3 separate regions of the Mus musculus genome follow, and all the other regions are linked to region 1. The links are chromatin contacts, called in public HiCAR-type and promoter capture Hi-C maps. All regions are on one chromosome and are shown on one strand. The core of a region is the stretch at or near the end of the contact, and the rest is flanking DNA. Distances in the headings are between cores, read along the strand shown. Region 1 holds the start of 4930517E11Rik (RIKEN cDNA 4930517E11 gene). Region 2 holds the start of Ctxn2 (cortexin 2). Region 3 holds the start of Bloc1s6os (biogenesis of lysosomal organelles complex-1, subunit 6, pallidin, opposite strand).

What was found. Promoter capture Hi-C pulls out the DNA fragments that hold promoters and counts their contacts. HiCAR-type assays count read pairs that join an accessible place to other places.
Region 2: a contact with region 1 is called in a promoter capture Hi-C map of pre-B cells, with 3 times the contacts expected there. The contact joins the promoter of Ctxn2 here to the promoter of 4930517E11Rik in region 1. A contact is called at or near these places in 8 of 39 promoter capture datasets (the C10 cell line, cranial neural crest, frontonasal cranial neural crest and 5 more) and 9 of 115 datasets of contacts at active chromatin or transcription factors (astrocytes, craniofacial prominence, embryonic forebrain and 6 more).
Region 3: a HiCAR-type map of astrocytes shows a contact between it and region 1, with 4 times the contacts expected there. The contact joins the promoter of Bloc1s6os here to the promoter of 4930517E11Rik in region 1.

The regions. Positions count from the first base shown.
Region 1 is chr2:124,128,616-124,131,315 of GRCm38.p6, forward strand. It overlaps 4930517E11Rik (RIKEN cDNA 4930517E11 gene), which reads right to left and starts at 1,341. Exons shown (of 3, transcript NR_040611.1): 1 at 1,317-1,341. It also overlaps a transcript of Sema6d not described here.
Region 2 is chr2:125,135,326-125,138,025 of GRCm38.p6, forward strand. It overlaps Ctxn2 (cortexin 2), which reads left to right and starts at 1,367. Exons shown (of 2, transcript NM_001162934.1): 1 at 1,367-1,955.
Region 3 is chr2:122,737,043-122,739,742 of GRCm38.p6, forward strand. Bloc1s6os (biogenesis of lysosomal organelles complex-1, subunit 6, pallidin, opposite strand) reads right to left here and starts at 1,320. Exons shown (of 2, transcript NR_156706.1): 1 at 1,040-1,320. Bloc1s6 (biogenesis of lysosomal organelles complex-1, subunit 6, pallidin) reads left to right here and starts at 1,463. Exons shown (of 5, transcript NM_019788.3): 1 at 1,463-1,662. The coding sequence starts at 1,581.

The DNA.
Region 1 (2,700 bases), core at 91-2,590:
GAGGAAAAAAAAAACAGAATGAAATTGGGTGATTGTGATTGCTTTTAGAATGGATCCCAGATTCTAATTAGGAATGTGGTTTTTGGAAAGGAATATCAAGGCCTATTTCTTGAATGTACTGGGAGCTGGATGTGTCAATGCCCATCTGTAACCCCAGGATTCTGACATTTTTTTAAAATCAGATTGAGTGTGTGTTTGTGGGGGAGTTATAGATGCCCTTAAATCCAGAGGGCACTAGATTACCTAGATTAGGAGTTACAGGTGGCTGTGAGCAGACCAGGGTGGGTTTCAGAAACCAAACTCCAGACCTCTGAAAGAGCAGCAAGTTCTCTTAAGCCCTAAGCCATCTCTCCAGGCAACAATTCCAGCATTTAGAAAGCAGAGGAAGGAAGATCAGGAGTACAAGGTTATCTGTGGCTACATAGCAAGTTTGAGGTAAGGCTGGGTTAACTGAAACCCTGTCAGAAAACCACAGTCTAAGACTGTGTTTGAGACTATGCAAGTTCAAAGCAAGGGACATGACACCTTGCCTGGTTCTGTGTGCTGTAGTGGAGCATTGCCTTACAGTGATGAACAAGCCCATGCTGACCCATTGGAAAATGAGACACTCTGTGGATCAGTGCCAAGCCAGATCATTTGTCCTAGGCAAGGTCCTAGACAAATGGAAACACAACCAAGATCACTAAAGCTGATGTACAGAAGACCTCAAGCCAACCACAAATCCATCAAGAAGTACAGCCGAGATGAGAGTATTTTGGATCTACACAATCATGAGTTGCATAAATGGATGGTTATTTTCAGCCATTACTTTTTAAGGCAATTTGTTATTCAGCAGTAGCTAATTGATACAGTGAGGTATCGAATAGAATTCTATAGAACCCTGTGGTAGTGCATGATACTAAAATAAATGTGGGTAGCACGAGGCACCAAGTTCTGTTCTTGAAAACTGAAAGCAGTGTTTGATAGGAAAGTGCCCGTGAATGGAGCTAAAATGTCAACGTTGAACATTTCAATTTGTGTAGGGCTAAGGCTGAAAAGAATAATAACAGATCAGGCACAATACATTAGTAGAGCAATAGCCACCATCTACCTACATATAATAAGAAAAGACTATTCAAAAATCTACTCTTTGTTTGCATTTGGTCTTTTTTTAGACCATTTAAACCCATGCCTTGCTATGTAGTCCAGTCTTGCATTTCTCTGTTCCCTCTGACTCGTTATTCTCCTCTCTCAGCCTCCAGAGTGCAGGAGTTAACAGGCATCTACCACCATGACCAGCAAACAAATTCATTCTAAAGTTTCATATATTTTGTTACCTGCATTCTTGCATGTGGACACACCATGGAGATAGAACTTAGGCCCCTGGAAGCTCTACCCTCCAATAGAATCTTATTGAATGGGCAGGAATCTTATGGTGATGGACAGCCTCTTACAGCTGTGAAGAAAGTGGTGTCTTATGGAGACACTTTCAGAGTCACATGCACTGATCTAAGCAATGGTGGCTCTGCTACAGATATGTAGCCAGCCATTTGTGTATAAAGGAAAAATATCTATATATAAGATGCAGGATTACAAGGGTGTTCATCTGCCTGGGAGACTCCCAGATTAACCTAGTGGTTGCTCAGTGTATTGCAGTCTTTTTGCTACAGCACGAAAGACATGTGACAAGGTGAATAGATGTTTCTGTGATACAAATCACTGTGGGTCTGGGTAGATGGCTAACTTGGCAGTGTTTGCCTTGCCAGCCCGAGGACCTTAGTTCAATCGCAAGGATTATGTAAAAGTTCAGTGCACTGGTGCAGGTTTGCACTCTTACCACCAAGGAAATAAGACGAACAGGCAAGAGGATCTCTGGGGCTCAGTGGCCAGCCAGTCTAACCTAATTAGTGATGTCTAGCTCAATGAGACCGTGCCTGTAGGACAGGCAATTACTCCTTCCCCGGTGCTTGTGACTGGTGGCAGCTTCACTGGCTGTTTCCTGTCCAGGTTCATCTCTGAGGATAATAAACAGTTGTCATGGCTGTTTGTGAAGGTTTAATGAGATAATGGCCCTTAGTTTAACACCAACAAGCTTTGACAAATGATGATCTTATTTCTCTTTTCTTGATTTAGTCTGGATCAGCTCCTGGTTGGAGTAAGTACTATGTAAAAAGAAATCAAAGATTGAAGGACACCATTAACTTGCTGGCTTCTTACGTGCAGTCCAGCACTTCCTTTTTGAGGGCTCTGGCACGTATGAGATTATCAGGTGAAGTGATTCTCACACTGAAAAGCTGAGAGTAGGGACCACAGGGAGTGGGGTGCAGACAGGTGGTGTTCTCCTGAGGAAATTTAGGGAAGGGGTAAAACCAAGATGAAAGGGAGGAAGGAGATTTGGCAAGTCCTACTTGCTTGAGTTTCCTGGCCAGCAGCCATTCCTCTAGGGTGCCCAGATGGGCCCTTCAACAGAAGGGACAAACCACGTGCTTCACTATTTGACCCAATGATGACTAAACAGCTCTTTGAATCCATCATAGCTCTTAGAAAAATTCCCTTGCATATGGCAGGCTCACAGTAAGTGTTTAATGAATGATTTATTCAATTAAACAGGAAGGGCCCTGAGAGATCGTGTAATCCCAAACTGTTGCTTTACAGCTGGGAAACCAAAGCCTCAGCACTGTGTCACTGGAGAACATTTCCAAAAGAGTAGCACCAAGGTTG
Region 2 (2,700 bases), core at 117-2,616, 1.0 Mb after region 1:
AGCAGGCTTTATGAGTGAAGTAGACTTGTTCAGAAAACACCGGTTCACTCTTGTCTACCCTCTGGTTCTCATCATCTTTCCTCTTCCTCTCCCTCAATAGTCTTTGGGATTTGAAGGAAATGATGTAGATATTCCATTTGTGGCTGACACTCTGTGCAACATCTTTGTAAGACTGTTTCATTTCCTAAGTGATAATACTCTAGATAGTCATAAAATTTGTCAAATATCGTCACGCCCAAGTTCTCCACTAAATAACAACAGCAGCAATGATAATGTACAAATTCTGTATCTGCATTTTCTCAAATATTAACGACTGAAGAGTTCATAAGATGAGCAATTAAGTTCGTAGGGAATCTACAGGTGCGTGCCAAGGATAGGTTCTGGGAATCGTGACAAAACATGATGGCTGTTAATAATACTAAAGGTGAGTGTGGAGGAACCTCTCGAGGAGAGGTGAGAGGGCCGGTGGCTGTGTTGCTTTAACGTGTTCTGCTTTGCTTCCAGTGAGGTCTGTTTACAATGTGAATATTCAACCACGTTTTAGAAAACCTGCACCGCATCTACCTAATGGTTTTGTCACAATGGTAGTTCAGTATCTTCTTGCAGGAAAGAGGTCAGCTTCAGCGTTTCAGCACTGCGGACAGCTCCAGGGCGTCTGCGGGAAGGGGTGGGGTGGAGTAAAGGGGGCGTGGGTAGTGGAAATGAACACCAAAAGACTAAGTGACGCATCAGTATTCGGTTAAACCAGTGCACTTTTCACACCGTTTTTTTCCTTTGTCTGATCAAAGGAAACATAAAAATCTAGTGCCTTCTAACAACCCGGGACTGCTGTTTCCACTCACAGCGAAATGCCTTCGGCACAGCTGGGGACATAACAGAGACAAGGATTTTCGCAATGAATTAATTAAATCCTCACTACCCCAAGATGCACAAATAGTGACGAACCCCGATTGCTAAGCTTCAGGATGCGATGTGAGTGAAAACGAGCCCTGGTCTCTGCTTTTTCTGACGGACCTGAAAACCAGACCCTGTTGCTGCTGTTAGTCCCTTCCCTATCTCACGTCCCACCTCGTTGCTTTCACATCTACATACTCGCAAATATTTACACATTGTCACATCGGAGAAAGGCACACATGCACACACATTTTCCTGCAAACACTCGCGCACGGGTCCTTCCGCGGCTGCCCGTGTCCTGTCTCTCACCCAGACACAGACATTATTTACACACGTAGGCCAGGAAAGCGCTACCCACGGTCCTGTGACTCCACGCAGGTCCTCAGAACACGCCGTTTACACGAACCGAGATCGGCGAGCACAGACAAACCTGCCAACAAGTCTACTGGCTGGAATTCATCTCCATGGCAACAAACATGGAAGGTGAGCCCATCCATCCCTGCTGCCTGCGAAGTAACTTTCTCCCCCTTCCTCAGCATTCACCAACAGGGTTCCAGCGCCAGTCCCCAGGAGAAGGTGTCCTTTTTCTCTTGGATTTTAGAAACAGGAGAGCCGAGTGGGGGGCAGGGAGAGCTTGTAGGTTTGGTGAGCTCAAATTCTAAAAAGAAACGAATGCCTCTGCAGCTGCTGATGCTGTCAAGAAAGAAAAAAGAAAGAAAGAAAACGTGTTGTGTGTATACAGATTGCTGATGTTTCTCCCATAGTGTCTTGTAGGAAGTTTCCATGCTTCCTGCAGTTTAATATGTAGAAGGCAACTGGCGACAACGCAAGGTAGAACACTAGCAATGGTCTAGGCTTCTTTAGTGAGACATGTTGAGAATTTTCAGATCGACCAGTGCTTTGGAAGGAATGGGTGTCTGAGGAGCCAGCCAGTTGTTCTCTTAAGGAAAATCTCTCAAGGTTGACGTCTCCAGAGCTTTGGGGTAGATTCTTGAAGATCCGAGGTTTTGGAACTCTAGGAAACCAAAATGCATGCACTTCAGCATGATGAAGACATCTGGGTTTGTAATTTAAGGTTTTCTTTTGATTCCAACACATCCATTCCTAAATGATAGCTGTGTACAGATGTGGCCTCAGTAGTGCTTTCTGCTATTGCTTATTTAAACAGGATTTAGCAACCTTTATATTTGATGAAGGGTCTGTTGTTTTTGTACAGAAGAGCTTGTGATTTTTTTTTAAGCTTGAGTTTGCATGTCTTGTTTCATAAAATTACAAGTATCCTCTCATTAGAGTGCAATCATCTTGCACTCCAAGTATAACTATTTCAGATTTAATGTTTATGATGTTATTGCTAGATAAATAAACAAGAAGGAAAACCTGTTGATTAAAATAAAGACATGGGAGGTTCTTAGGAGGTGCCTACACTTTACCATTAGCTTCTGCAACTGCATGCTAATCTGTGGCAATTAAATAACCGTTTTTTGAAAAATGAATTTGATAGCTCCTAATCAGTAAATAATTCACAGTAAAAAATTTACCTACCACATTTACTCATGAACACGAAAGGTTACATAGCAGGTATAAAAATACTCTCTTTAGTCAGTTACTGGCAATAATATGATGTAAACAACTGAGCACAGAGGACGTTGTTGTTGTTGTTGTCAGTTATTTGTTGCTAACTACAAAGTGACTCCATGACATAGGGCCCTTTGATATCTACAGGTACTGCCATGGGCCAATGCTATGACTCATCAGGACTTAGAGAGCCCTGTATCTGACGTTTGCTATGAAAGAAAAGAGACACAT
Region 3 (2,700 bases), core at 70-2,569, 1.4 Mb before region 1:
ATGCATAAGAGTTTCTATTTGTCATTTTTAATTCAAAAGAAGAAAACATAAAATAATGAATGCAAGGAGGAGCTCAGTGCTAAATGGCAGGAGGATGTTTGTTGTTGTGAAATGTCTTCACTGTGACTGCTGAATGAAAGGGAGGAAATAATGAGATAATGAATGGTGTCCACAGTAAAGGTGTGTTTGAGTGTGCTGGCTCGTGTCTGCTGGAGGACCAAGAATTCAAGGCCATCCCTAATTACATATTGAGTCTAAGGCCAGATTAGGCTACAGGACACCTCACCTTGTGAAACAAAACAATAAAAAAGATATTATCCTAGAGCACTTAAAAGATGAATAGGCCTTTGAAAAAGATACTCTAGTTTGAAACAGGAACAAGCACAATGGACAGCGTACAATGCCCAGATTGCACAAGATGTTTGAAGAGTAATAAATTGTTTTCCTATTTGTATGACAACACTAATTATTACACATTCTATAGTTCAGCAACCTCACAGGGTTGAGTTCCATTACAAAAGCTTTAGGGGAGGAATTGGTTACCAATTTTTCTGGAGGTCACCCACCATCCAGAATAATGACTCCCTTCCTCTGTCTTCAAACCCATCAGTGTTTGTTTAATCATCCTTTGTAATCAAATCTTTTTTCAGACAGCCCCACCCCATCAGTTTTACAGACTGTTACCTTGGGTCCTTGGAGTACCCTTCCTATTTTAAGGTTATGTTAACTAGTAGCTTTTATTCGTTGCCATGCCCTCTAATATATTTAGAAGTCTCAAGGATTAGTCTGTGGACATTCTACCGTGGAGAGTTGAGAAGTTACCCTTGAAAAGTGGCTAAAGTGAAACTGAACATAAGATGGTGACAATAGGGAGCCAGTGCATTCCAGGGGCATGGCATTATTTGTTTATTTATATTAGTTTTTTTTTTTTTTTTTGAGATAGCTTTGGCTACAATATGGAAAACTGAACAGGTAACCTGAGGAGCAACTAGAGATGCTACTAGAGGTCAGAGTTTACAAAAGGGTCGAGAATCCTTACATTTGCTGTGGAGCTGAGTCTGTCCAAGTCTACATACTTTCCTTTAGAACTCATGATATCATCTTACAGGAGCCCAGCATGTGCTTTTGGTAATTTGACTTAATTTGTCCAAATGATGCTCCAAGAAAGCCTTTACGTCATTTCCAAGCACTGGAAGAGATCCTCAGCAACGCTCAAGCTCAGAGTTCGTATTGACTCACTTAGCGGCCCGAGTTATAAACTGGACACAACACTGGGGACATTCACACGGTTATGGCGACATCCGGTCCTCTAACCTCTCTTCCGGGTTCCGCCGGCCACCCTCTGTGAAACCGAACCCGCACGCGCACGGCTGCGCCTAGGGCGCTGACACGGGGGGGGCGGGGGGGGGCGGGCGTTCCGGACTTGCAGTAACGTTCTGCGTCGGAAAGCGAGGTTTTCCGCTTTCGTCACTTCCGTGTGCCTCGGCGGCTTTCGTCCGGATGGACTCTGGAACGCGTTAGGTTTCTTTGCCTGTGACTTCTCCACAGCACTCGCCTCACGCAGCGCCCAGTGCGGGGATATGAGTGTTCCTGAGCCACCGCCTCCAGACGGGGTCCTTACGGGGCCTTCCGACAGCCTGGAGGCCGGCGAGCCCACGCCGGGTACGGCTGTTTTGCGGGGCGACTGCCCACAGGGGCCGGGTTCGAGTGGGTGGGACTCCAGCGCAGGCGACCCTCCTGCCTAGAGCATCCTGGCCAGGCAACCCTGGTCCCGCGAGGAAACGCACTGTTGGGTGCGGTTTGTGTTAAAGGTTTGCGTTTGTGTTGCTTTTCAACTGTTTGTCACAGGGTTAGTGGTTGGCGATCAGTCTGCCAGAGAGAAGGTAGATTTTTAGGAAACTGTACAATAGTGTCTACTCATGAAATACTCTGACCTCCTAGGTGACATTACTTCATCCGAGACTCCAGCAGCCGTCCGCACATTTCCAGAAGAAATTTAAGCATTGATGCCCGAAGGCGTCCGTTGGACGAAGCAGTTAATTTGCTATATAGGCAGATGGGCACTGTTTATACCATCGTTTTTGTGAGATTGAAAACACCACTCAAATCATTTTCTGTGAGCATTGGTTCATATGAGAGAAGCTAGATGGAGCTTCTAAAAATAATCTCTGCGTTTCAGAAATAGGAAGCTACAAATAACCCAGCATTTCCTGGCAGTGCTTTTCTTTAATGACATATCCCTTTCATGACTTGTTCAGTCACATTAGTAATACTCTGTAGTACCTACTTGGAACCTGGGCCTCTCTCTTTCTCCCTTCCCCTCCCTTCTCCCCCTCTTTCTCTCTTTCTGCACATAACGAATGGGTGGTATGCATATAAATAAAAGCAGATGTCAGAGAGTAGGGCAGAGATAGGGATAGGTGCTAGCTGCAGGTTCAACTCAGGACTTATTTCATGTTAAACAAGTGCTCTACTACAGAGCTAGATCCCTAGCCTCAGCTGTCTGATCTTCTTGATAATGGTGTGAGCTTACTCTCCCATGAAACTGAATTTGCACTCTTGGATTCAGTTCCCTCTGTTTCATGTAGAGGATTCCGCAGGGCATTAGCATCTATCTCCCCTCAGCAGTGTAAAGCTACCACCGCTAGTCTCTCATTCTCACAGCATGGTGTGTCCATTGTTGTAACTTTACTGCCCCAA